Linked DNA regions of Mus musculus: region 1 is linked to region 2. Evidence: chromatin contacts called from public HiChIP or PLAC-seq data. All regions are on one chromosome and are shown on one strand. The core of a region is the stretch at or near the end of the contact, and the rest is flanking DNA. Distances in the headings are between cores, read along the strand shown.

The links. HiChIP or PLAC-seq counts read pairs in DNA pulled down with a chosen protein or histone mark.
Region 1: a contact with region 2 is called in an H3K4me3 HiChIP or PLAC-seq map of embryonic stem cells, with 14 read pairs. The contact joins the enhancer-like site here to the promoter of Tlx3 in region 2. A contact is called at or near these places in 2 of 39 promoter capture datasets (cranial neural crest and hippocampal neurons), 1 of 484 Hi-C or Micro-C datasets (embryonic stem cells) and 14 of 115 datasets of contacts at active chromatin or transcription factors (bone marrow-derived macrophages, craniofacial prominence, embryonic basal ganglia and 6 more).

What each region holds. Positions count from the first base shown.
Region 1 is chr11:33,535,880-33,541,858 of GRCm38.p6, reverse strand. Gm36005 (a long non-coding RNA gene) reads left to right here. Exons shown (of 3, transcript XR_872362.2): 3 at 544-891. Among named protein-coding and RNA genes, the nearest start is that of Gm36005, 5.8 kb to the left of the region's middle. RefSeq lists a cis regulatory region at 1-5,979. Within about 2 kb of position 3,923, at least 16 of the 459 cell types and tissues checked have an H3K27ac peak or open chromatin away from gene starts, as enhancers often do. A contact at or near this core is called in embryonic stem cells, where this site is marked.
Region 2 is chr11:33,199,500-33,205,193 of GRCm38.p6, reverse strand. Tlx3 (T cell leukemia, homeobox 3) reads left to right here and starts at 1,606. Exons shown (of 3, transcript NM_019916.2): 1 at 1,606-2,155; 2 at 2,522-2,765; 3 at 3,705-4,442. The coding sequence starts at 1,735. The coding sequence ends at 3,915.

The sequences.
Region 1 (5,979 bases), core at 2,674-5,173, 330 kb before region 2:
ATTGTCTGCTCAAAGTTTTATAACGTTTTCCAGATTGAACACTGGCATAAAACAACTTGTATGCAGTTGCTTGGGGAAAATATTAAGAATGATCACCATAATGCTGTCTACCAGTGGCTTCTCATTTTGCTTCTTCTCCAATATTTTAGATAGACTTGATGTTATGAGTCACATAAAACAGCAGGAGTCCTGGTTGCAAAGACACCAGTCAACAGCAATTTATTAAAAGCCAACCACATACCAAGGACCTTATCTGGCCTATCTCTTGTCCTGACTCTAACCCTCTAAGACGCTATTAACTCATTTTACAAACAAGGGAAGTCATGACTCATTGGAGTTAGGTGGTTGCCTGGTGGCTATATTCGTGGGAAGAGCTGGGATTCAAACCTGGTCTGTTTGGTAGGACTTAATTCAGCACGTTTATTTACTTACTTCTTACAAGTTGTCAGAAGTCTCTCAAATATGAACCTGTTGGACAATAATAAGGATGAAAGAAAAGAGAACAAACAATAGGAGCACATCTCCTTCTCTTTCCTACCTTAGACAAGCTGGCTGGACTCACCATCCCCCAAACAGTAGCTCATCAGGCTGACATGGACGTGAAATGGACAAGCTGAATTGACCTTGTGAGGAGCTCCATCTGTGGACTGGGGCAGTTGACCTGAGTCCACTTGGGTTTAAGTCCTGGTCCTGCCCTCCATCACAAAGGTCTGTGGCCTGGTTTAACCTCATTCAGTTTTATTTCCTTCTCTGTAGAGAGCCACCCTCGTGGGCTTCAGTGATACAACATGTCTGATGCACACAAAGATGCGAGGTGTACAGAACACTTGCTGCCGCTGATCCTGGCATGCTGCTGGGTGCACGGTAAATGATAGCTCTTTTTATTGGGACTACCGCTGAGAGGTTGCTGTATAAAAATAAAAGACACATTATTGGGGAAAACAAAACAAAGCTCATAGGATCTGGTTTAACTGGCTTTTGTTGGCACCTAATGGATCCAGTCCTCTAGATTTAGGAGCATCTTAAAAACAAAGAGTGGGTATCAAGCACCAGGTTTCCATTTTCAAAAACAGATGCTCTCTCTCTCTCTCTCTTTTTTTTAAGTCTCAGCAAACACTAAAGTTGGCCTGACAGCTTAAAATAAAACCCACTTGCTCTCTCCTGACAGCTGAAGTAGAAGATTAGTGCCACTAAAAGTGTGAAGAGTTCCTGGAATTTCTAATTAGTATGTCAGTCCCTACCCTGTGGACCCCCAGGCTTTTGTACTTTTATATAATAATCTTTTAATTCTCATTTACACCATTCCCAAACTCTTCTAAAATAAACAGATGACAGCAACATCAAACTCTGTATAGAGGCTACTGACAATAAATATCAGCCTGGCTCCTTGCAAAACTGAAACAGGGACCGATTTGCACGATTCCTCGGCCCAGGGAAATTCTAGGAGTCCTGCAATCTATTATTTCTTTGTTTGTTTGCTTGCTTGTTTTTGGAGACAGAATCTCTTTAGGTATTTCTGGCTGTCCTGAAACTTGCTATGTAGACCGGGCTGGCCTTGAACTTACAGAAATCCTCATGCCTCAAGGCATACACCACCATGCCTATCCAATCTTTTTGCTTATGCCTTGCTGCAGGAGAACATGAGATGTCCTTAAGAAGAAAGCACTTATATTGGTTTGTTTTTGCATTCCTGTAATAAGATCCCTAAAGCAGGATAACACTCTGAAGGAACAAGGTTTATGGTTTATAATTATGGGTGCGAGAAGTCTAAACAGCAAGGTGGGGCTCGGGCAAGGGGGCATCCCGTTGTGGTAGATGACTATGATGGGGGCGTCTTTAAGGAAATAGATCACATCACAAAGCAGGAAGCAAGAAGGTGACCAGTGTTTGGCCTTACTCTTATTAAAACTTGCTCTCAAGTGAGCAGAGTTTACAATATGAAAGTTGTTTAAGAAAGGTTTTGCTGGGGGTGGGTGGGTATGGGGGACTTTTGGCATAGCATTGGAAATGTAAATGAGCTAAATACCTAATAAAAAATGGGAAAAAAAAGAAAGGTTTTGCTAAATATTGCCCACAAGGCTGGATCCCTAGAGACTTATTTTCCACTTAATTATCATTTCCCAGGAAGGGTTTTTATCTTTTCTGTGCAGTTCAAATCTTTTGTTTCATAGACTACAGTGGGGCAGGTATATGAGAAAATTCTGTTAGAACCACATTGATACTTGAAACATGTATGGGAAATAGGAAGACATAGTCTTTGCTAAAAATATATTTGGAACCAGATTTTTTTAATATTTTGATATTAAAGGAATCGTGACAAGTAACTCTTTCTTAAAACTTATTAAGACAAAAGACAGATGAAAGCCAGAAGTCTGAGTTTATATCTTTGAAACCTAACCTTTCAACTCGCGTGAGGTATTAGACTTTGGGAGCTATGCAGGGGAACCCTGATTCAGCCTGTAGAAGAATGCAAGCACAAAGCATGACAGGGCTCAACATTTAGTACTTCATGCTTTGAAAAGTGTTCCCATGGCATGCATGTTCAGCATGTAACATATGATGTTCAGCATGTAAGAACATATATTGCTCTTCCAGAGGACCTAAGTTCAGTTCCCAGGGCATACATTGGGCTGCTCATAAACCATCTATAACTCCAGAATGTGGTTTATAGCACTCTAACAATTCCAAGGAGGTCTAACACTTCTGACCTGCATAGACACCTGCACTTGAATGCATGTAATGCCTCCCAACACACACATATACATAATTTAAAGATAAATCTTCCTTTAAGTGGCACCACCTGTATTTGGTGATTTGCATGGTTGTAAATTAATTTTTTTCTCTTCCCTTTCTTCCTCCAAACAACTCAAGAGTTTGCTGGCACCACCATAATAAATTCCATAGGTTGGGTAGCTCAACAGAAATTTATTGTCCAACAATTCAGTTCATTAGCTGTGATGGTTAATATTAGTTGTCAGCTTAATGGGATCTAGAGGACAAGCCTCTGGGTATGCCCTTAGATCAGGCTAGCCTCTGGGTTATGTGTGTGAGGGATCATCTAGATCATCTAGCTTAATGGGATCTAGAGGACAAGCCTCTGGGTATGCCCTTAGATCAGGCTAGCCTCTAGGTTGTGTGTGAGGGATCATCTAGATGGGGTTGAGGTGGGATGATCCATACTGAGTGTGGACATAGCACCATCTTGTAGTCTAGGGTCCCAGACTAAATAAGAAGGAGAAAGTCTCCGCTGCTTCCTCCTACAGATACAATGTGACCAGCTACCTCAAACCCCTGTCACCAGGATAACCTTAGACCATGAGCCAAAAATAAACCCTTCTCCCTTAAGCTGATTTTTTTCCCCCAGGCATTTTGGTCTATCAACAAAGCAAGTGTGTGTCACAGTAAGGTTGAAGTCCTTGAGCCACGGTTTCTTCTAAAACTTCTATCCTTAGCTCATAGGTGACTATCTTTTTCCTGTCTCTACACAAGCTTCTCATTATATTTGTTCTATGTCTAACTTTCTTTTTCTTACAGAGATACTGTGGATTTGAACCCACTCTAATGCTCTTATTTCCACATAATCATCCCTCTACAGGCCTTATCCCCGAATACAGTCCGAGTCTGGAGTAATGGTGGTTGGGACTTCAGCGCCAGTTCCAAGTATAGCTTCTCTCACTGATCTCTCCAAAGAGCGAGCAGTTGCTCTGGGCCCTGTTTAATTTTCTACATTATTAAAACATGAATGAGAAAGATTAAGGCCTCTACTAAGCTGTCTGCTGCCCTTGCTTCATGCCCAGTTTGGGTTGGTTTGGTTGGGTTGGGTTTTTTGTCTGTTTTTTGTTTTGTTTTGTTGTTTGTCTAGTCATTTAGCTCTTGATGTGTTTTCCCCAACTCAGACAGCTTTTGTTTCTCAGCCTTTCGCTCCACCCCTTTCCTTTCCAGAGAGCTGCAGAGAGCAACCTGGCACTTCTCTACAGACTCCTAGGGTCCATCTGTGAAGAGAATTGTTATATAGGATAAGCTCTCAGAGCTGAAGCAAAGAAAGTCGCCCCAAGTGCCACGGTTGTCTTCAAGGATGGGGCAGCATTAGCCTCTGACCTGACACAGCTAGGGCTATTGCCCACTGAGAAATCTGCCTGACTCCATTTTGAAGGCAGGAGCCATTATGTTGTATTGTTAAAAGTAAGCTTCTGTCTGTTTCCTGGAACCTGACTGGCCCCAACCTATGACCTTGATTTGGGGGAACGCCTAACCCTTCCCTAATCCCTCCCTAATCACAAGTTGACTACTTGATGAAGGCTGGCTTTTGTGTTTTGTTTGTGTTTTTCTGTTTCCTTAAAGCTCTATTGTCTTCTGTAAATCTGCTTTGAATGGCTAGTGATTTTACTCCTTAAAAGAGTCCTAAGGGCTGCTCTCTTTAACCCTTCTTAAGAGGCAGTCACTGGTCTCATCTCTGGCGTTGCACTCCAATAAAAATCAAGTTTGCTTCAAATTTGGCTCAAAATCGTGGTAGTCATCTGTGGTGGTTTGACTATGGTTGGCCCAAGGAGTGGCACTATTAGGAGGTGTGGCCTTGTTGGAAGAAGTGTATCCACTTTAGGGGTGGGTTTTGAGATCCTTCTCCTAGCAGCCTTCAGATCAAAATGTAGAACTCTCAGCAACTCCTGAGCCATGGACACAGCTATGCTCCCACCTTGATGATAATGGACTGAACCTCGGAACCTGTAAGCCAGCCCCAATTAAATGTTGTCCTTTATAAGACTTGCCTTGGTCATCGTGTCTCTTCACAGCAATGGAAACCCTAAGGCATGATCTTATTTTCCGGCAGAGGGATTAACACCATCTAATCTTAACCAGTAATTTCCTTACTACCGAGACTCTCCCATCATATTTCCAAGATTTAAAACCCACAGAATCCCAAGGATCTCAATGCTGTTGAATAGGATGTGCTCTCAGAGCTGGAGCGAAGAAGGCCACCCCAAGTACAGTCGTTGTTTTCAGGGATGGGACAGCATTTGTCAGCAGAAGCCTCATACCTGACACAGATGGGGCTATTGTCCTTGAACTATGAACAATGGACTTTGGCAGCAGCTTTCCTCAGAACTGGGACCTAGCTGGAGGACAAGGTACTAGGTTTCTCTAAAGGAAAGCTAGAGACTCCCACCTCCCTCCCTGCTGCTCCTTTTAAATTACCTTGTTATGGGATAGGAATCATAAGGGGAAAAAGACGATGAAAAGTTGCTCTTTTATCCATCTGACCTTCTGGGAGCCTATATGTTTTAGGGACAGATAACTTCCCAATGAGACTTTTTATAATAAAGCTTCCATTGCTTTCAAAAATATTAACTTTTGCAGTTCTTCCAGGTAGATCAAAGGGACCCTGCAGTTACAGTTACAATATCCCAAAGATTTAGCTTCTCCATAATAAGAGGTAAGAGCCTTAACATTGCCAAAGGCCAAAACTATATTATTTGAAATGAAAGCTCTCATAAATATCCAACTATGAAGTCACTATCTATCAACTACTGTTATATAAACAGGACAGAGCTAAGTCCCCCATGTGTCAATAATGGAGCTGCCACAAATTGTGTCCAAAACTCAAATTAAACAAGCCCTTGCTCTGTCAGCCAATTTTCAGAAGCCAAGTTTAGTTTGGATTGTTTAGATTGTTTTAGATTGTCAGAGAGTAGGAGGATCCAAGTAAGGAGGCCTGGTGGGACCTGAATTCTTCACACATTTCCCTTTTCTAAGTGGGTTCTTCCTTGGGCTCCATTATCTTCCCCTGGGTAAAAAGCTGAATCCTTTGGAAGAGCTCTGTGGCATCCAGCAGCCCTCTGTTGTTTCTACATTCCCATGGTCTCTCCATACAGCCAGGCAGAGAAAAGCCCTAGATTTCCAGGGCCAAACACTCTTGTTTCTCCTGCACAGCTTTTTTTTTTTTGAGGAGCCCTCACAACAGTTACTTCTCAGAGCACTCAC
Region 2 (5,694 bases), core at 357-2,856:
CCTAACTGCCCACTAGAGCCTGAGTCATCCTGATTGTTGAGAGCAAGGAGACTGACTAGGGAATCAAGCCCCTGCTGCCTCCTGCCTGTGCTCTGACCCCACTGGGGAAGAAATCCACCTGTCCAAGATACCTCTGCAAATAAAAAACTACCAACAAAATGAACACTTACCACCTACCATAAACATATGCTGGGTGTGGGGGTGGGAAGGGAGCCGAGCGATGTGCTGTACCTACTAAGTGTAGGGCTCTATGCTCTTAGCACTCTCAATATCTCTCTCACAGTGCTCGAATACACAGTGCACGCTTTGCCCCATTTTACAAATAAAAACCTAAAGTCTCAAATGAATTTCAAACTTACTGAGCTATAAAGTGGCCCGCCCAAACCTACACACAACTTCTGACCAACATCACAGACATGGCTTGGGGCTTTCATAGTCAGGAAACCAGAGGAAGAGGCCTTGCCGCGAGTGTAGCGCTCAGAGTTTACAGCCAACGACTTTACAATCGGCCGCTAAGAAATGACTCTGGGTCTCACCCAGACCGAGAGAAAGGTGACCACTCCCCATGTGGTGCTGGCCACGGTGTTACCGGGCTAGTGTGGACAGTCCCGAAGGCGACAGCAGATCCTAGGGTGGTCAGCGTCTGGACTGAACTGCAGCCGGTAGGAGCTCGCTGCTCAAATTTCCAAAGGAAATTTCTCCATCTGCTCTAGATGGGAACCGCCCCCTTATGTGCCACTAACGACTGAGGTCCCCAAACCTGCTGCACCTCGGAGGGGTCCCAAACCAGCGACCATGGCCCTAACTATCCCGCAACGAATTTCAAGGGGCTGAATCCCAGTTCCCCACCAGTTGACCTCGGGTCCCTAGTCCAACCGGGCCCGTACGCGTGGGCACCTGCTAGTCACCGCTCAGTCCTCCTGGCTGGGACCAGGAAGCATCTCCAAAGTGCCCGCGACGCCTCGTTGGAAGCCCGGGCGAGGACAAATTCTCCCCACGCGGGTCGGTGTCCTAGGTGGCGTGGAGAACGCTCCGGTGCTCCCCTTGTTCCACGGGTGGACAGCGCCGAGCTTGCACCCCACAATGCTACGCTTTCGTTGCTCCGAAGGAGGGCGAACGGCCCGATAGGCTTCCGCAGATTTCGTAGGACCGTTCTTGGGTTGCATCTCTGCTGTGGCTGAAGATTCATTTTGTTTGGGGTTTACGCAGATGAAAATATTTAGAAGACAACGAAAACCCCCGCGGCAAAAGGCCATTTCCCCAGCAGCGCCTACGGGCGGGTGCGGCGGCGGGAAACGGCCGAGCCCGGAGCGGGGAGCGTCTGCTAATTGCAGCTTCGTTAGATTTCGGGTTTGAGAAGCTGCGGTTCGGGCGCTAATATCCGCCGCCCATTATCCCGGCTAATAAATTTGACCTATTGTTCGTTTGTTAAAATGATGTCACCTTGGAACAGTCCCTAAGCTCCTATTTCCATGAATTAGGCCTTTATTGAAAGCCGGGAGCCAATGAGAGAAGAGAGGCTTGTTGATCGCAGCCAATGGCTGCGGCGGGAGAGGAATTAGCAGCGGAAACTCCAGGTTCGGTTCAAGAAAGATGACACAGAGCCTGTCGGGCCCGCGCACTCTTGGCAAAGTTTCAGTGCGACTGGAGGCGCCGGGCGCTCCATGGCCGCGCCGTAACGGGGACCCAGCAGCCTCCCCGCCCAGCCCAGCCCAGCCCTTCCGCCCGCCCAGGATGGAGGCGCCCGCCAGCGCGCAGACCCCACACCCGCACGAGCCCATCAGCTTCGGCATCGACCAAATCCTCAACAGCCCGGACCAGGACAGCGCGCCCGCCCCGCGGGGCCCCGACGGCGCCAGCTACCTGGGAGGGCCCCCCGGGGGCCGTCCGGGCGCCGCGTACCCGTCTCTGCCCGCCTCCTTTGCGGGCCTCGGCGCGCCCTTCGAGGACGCGGGATCTTACAGTGTCAACCTAAGCTTGGCCCCCGCCGGCGTGATCCGGGTGCCAGCGCACAGGCCGCTCCCTGGGGCCGTGCCGCCGCCTCTGCCTAGCGCGCTGCCCGCTATGCCCTCGGTGCCCACGGTCTCCAGCCTAGGCGGCCTCAATTTCCCCTGGATGGAGAGCAGTCGCCGCTTTGTAAAGGACCGCTTCACAGGTGAGCAGAGCGAACCACCAGGAGCCAGGCCTCGGCTCTCCCGGGGCCAGGGGCGCCGCGCCCTGTGCACCCCACTCCCAGGATCGATTCCAGAGGCCCAGGCGTGGCGGAGGCCTCGGCACCCAGAGCTCGGGGCGGCTATGGGTGGGGGGAGGTTGAAGGTAAATCGGAGAGTTATGGGTCGGGGGAGGGGGGAAAGAAACCAACGTCCCAGGGAAAGGGGGGGGGGCGTCCCTGCCTGGCTTGAAGCTGCGGAGGGGACTCGCGGGACGAGCGAAATAGCGGAGCACTGTGTCCCACGGGGCTCCACGTGTGGCCCGAACGGTGGTAGGGCTGGGCTTCAAGGGGCCTCATGTGTCTCTGCAGCGGCGGCCGCGCTCACGCCCTTCACCGTGACCCGGCGCATTGGCCACCCCTACCAGAACCGGACGCCACCCAAGCGTAAGAAGCCGCGCACGTCCTTTTCCCGGGTGCAGATCTGTGAGCTGGAAAAGCGCTTCCATCGCCAAAAGTACCTGGCCTCGGCCGAGAGGGCGGCGCTCGCAAAGTCCCTCAAAATGACGGACGCGCAGGTCAAGACCTGGTTCCAAAATCGGAGGACCAAGTGGCGGTGAGAGAGGCCCGGCCCGGCCCACCACGCACCTGCCCTGCACCTGCCCCGCCCTGCGCGGCAGTCCAGCATCACGCCCTCTCCTGTGCTAGCTCCTACCCGCGCCCCCTGGACCATGCATCGCCCTTCTTTTACAGATTTGTTGTCCTTTCTTCCCACCGACCTGTATCCCTCTCGCCATCTCTCCCACGCCTCGGCGTCTCCATTTTCAGGCCCATCTCGCCAGTGTTTTGTTTCGCCTCCTTTGCTCGTTTGGGTTCCTCCCACCTGCCCCCCACCACACACACCCCGGGCCTCCCACACTCTCCTCCCTCTCTCATTCTAGCCCACCCACTCGGATTTCGGATTGATGGCCAGGGCTGTTTTAGGGTCCTCTCTCCAACTCTGCTTTTTTCTTTTCCTTTTTTTCTTTTTAATACTATCTTTGCTTCCATCCAACCCGTAAACGACGAAGAAGCTCTATGTTCTAGAGAGGGCTTCAAGATAGTGCCTGGTAGACACCCCGTCAAGTGTCGCCCAGCTGGTGGTGCACAGCCCGCCAGTCCACCCGTGGGCACAAGTGACCCCATTGGCCGCAGGACCAAGTCAGTTATACACTGCCCTGCCGCTCTTATCCCGCAGGGGGTAACAAAACACACACACACACACACACACACACACACACAAAACAAGATTTATTGTTGACAAGGCCACAAAATCCGGGTGTGCAGGTGGACGGGCGGGCAGAGTGCCTTCCCAGCGCCCCCGGGGTGCACAAACAAAACCCAATGGTTCCACCCGTCCTCCTGCCCCGCGGACCTCGGGGCAAGTGTGTGCGGGCCGCAGGCGGCTTCGCCTCGAGGGGCCGGGAGGCTCTGTTCCCGGGAGGGCTGGGGCCCGCTGGTGGCCTAGCAAACCCCAGTGCGTGACGGTGCTGTCCCTCTCCCTCCCCGGGTGCAGGCGGCAGACGGCGGAGGAGCGGGAGGCGGAGCGGCAGCAGGCGAGCCGGCTCATGCTACAGCTGCAACACGACGCCTTCCAGAAGAGCCTCAACGATTCCATCCAGCCCGACCCGCTCTGTCTGCACAACTCGTCGCTCTTTGCTCTGCAGAATCTGCAGCCCTGGGAGGAGGACAGTTCCAAGGTCCCCGCTGTCACCTCTCTGGTGTGAGCCACCGGCGTGCAACGTAGCTACGGATCGCTGCCCCCACCAGGCGGGGCGTCCGGGTCCCCCAGCCGGGCTGGGAAGGGAAGCTGGGCCGAGAAGGGTAGGGCGGCCCGACTCGCGTGGGTCTTGGGGCGCGCCGCACAGCGCCGGCCGCGGAGAGGGGCTGGGCCCAGGTCCTCGCGGCTGCACAATCCAAGCCCCCCGCCCCGCGCCCCGTCCCGCCCCAGGCCCGGGCCTGACAAAGAAGCGCCTTACGTTACTCCGCCCCGCACCCGCACCCCCGGGCTGGGCGCCTGTATTATACTTTGTACTTTTGCCCAAACGTGTAAATAATAAAAGTTTTGGCTTTTTTCTTTAGAAACCGGCCACCTGCTTCCCCTGCGGGGCCGCTGGAGGAGGGGCAACCGACCCGGCGTCTGGGGGAAGCGTGTGGGGCCGGGGGCACCCAGCGTTTAGGCTGGGTGCACGCCTCTCCTTTTCCGTTCCTTTTATTTAAGTCGTTTTATTTAATAAAAAGTTAGCTATTTCACTTAATGCCGCTTTTATTTCGTTTTCTTTCCTCGAACGCTCGGCGACCCAGGCCCTTGCGCCCCACCCCTTTGGCTATCGCTACCGAGCAGCGGTGTGCGCGGGCGCGTCCAGGTCTGCGAGCTGCACTGGTTTCTCCCCAGCCCGAACCCCGGCCCGGGGACCCGCGGAGGATGTGCGGTGCAGGTCAGTTCCAGCCGGTCGGCCGAAACCGGTTGCCGGTGGGATAGGGAATAGACCTGGGACCCAGCCACGCGCTGCTGGGAAAGGACTGTTCCGATCTGAGCCGGTTCTGAGTCCGTCCCAGATGAAATTCACCCAGTAGGTGGGTGACCGAGTAGAGGGGAATGTTTTGAGCTGGAGAGGAAATGCTGGACCTTCTCACAACCAGATTTTGACTCTTTCCAGAGGCCCTCTGCCACTCAGGGACCCAGCTCTGAGGGATCTGGGCACCCTGAGAGCACAGAGCCGGGACCCAGTCCGGACACTCAAAACGCCTGGGGTTTAAGCAAGCCCCTAGGTTGAGCATGACGTTAGACAACGTCACAGCGATCTTCTCTGCATCACTTGACAGAGAGGCCGAGAGTGCCCAGCTCCAGAATCCTAAGGCTGAGTGTGTGGCAGCCAGTAGCGTTGTCCTCTCGAATTTGCTGAACTTTGGAAGTTTTTAGATTGCGAGAGCAAAGCAAAGGGCCCCTTCCAACCACAACAAACATGCACCCTTCCTTGTCCCTTGTTTCCCATTCCCTTTATCATTCTTGTGATCTTTTAAAAAAACATTTTTTTTCTGTCTTCTGGCCTCTCTATTCTATCTCTACCCTATCGTCTCTTCGCTCCGTTTGTTCCCCGTGCTCCGCGGATGCTGTTTGGTGTTTGTTGTTGCGGTTTCTTTCTTTTGCGGTTTCGTGCTTTCTCTTTACAATGTGTTCTCTGTTGGCTCTCATTTCTCCGAGCCCGTTTATTTTTCGTAGCCACTCTTCCTCCCGATTCTACTTTGTTCCCTTTCCACTCGGTTTTTGTTGGTGGTGTTGGGTTTTGTTTGCTTGTTTATTTGTTCCTCTCCTCCCTTCTCAGAATCTCTTCTCCTCCATTTTCAGTCTTTGTCTCTCTCTCTCTCTTTTTTCCCCTGTTCTTTATTCCTCCCTTCCTTTCTCCTCCTGACTCTGCTCCCCGATAGTTCTCAGAAGCTAAACATTTGGGAGACAGTGTTCTAACCCCACCTCAGCAGCCCCACCTATCCCAATGTCTCTCCGA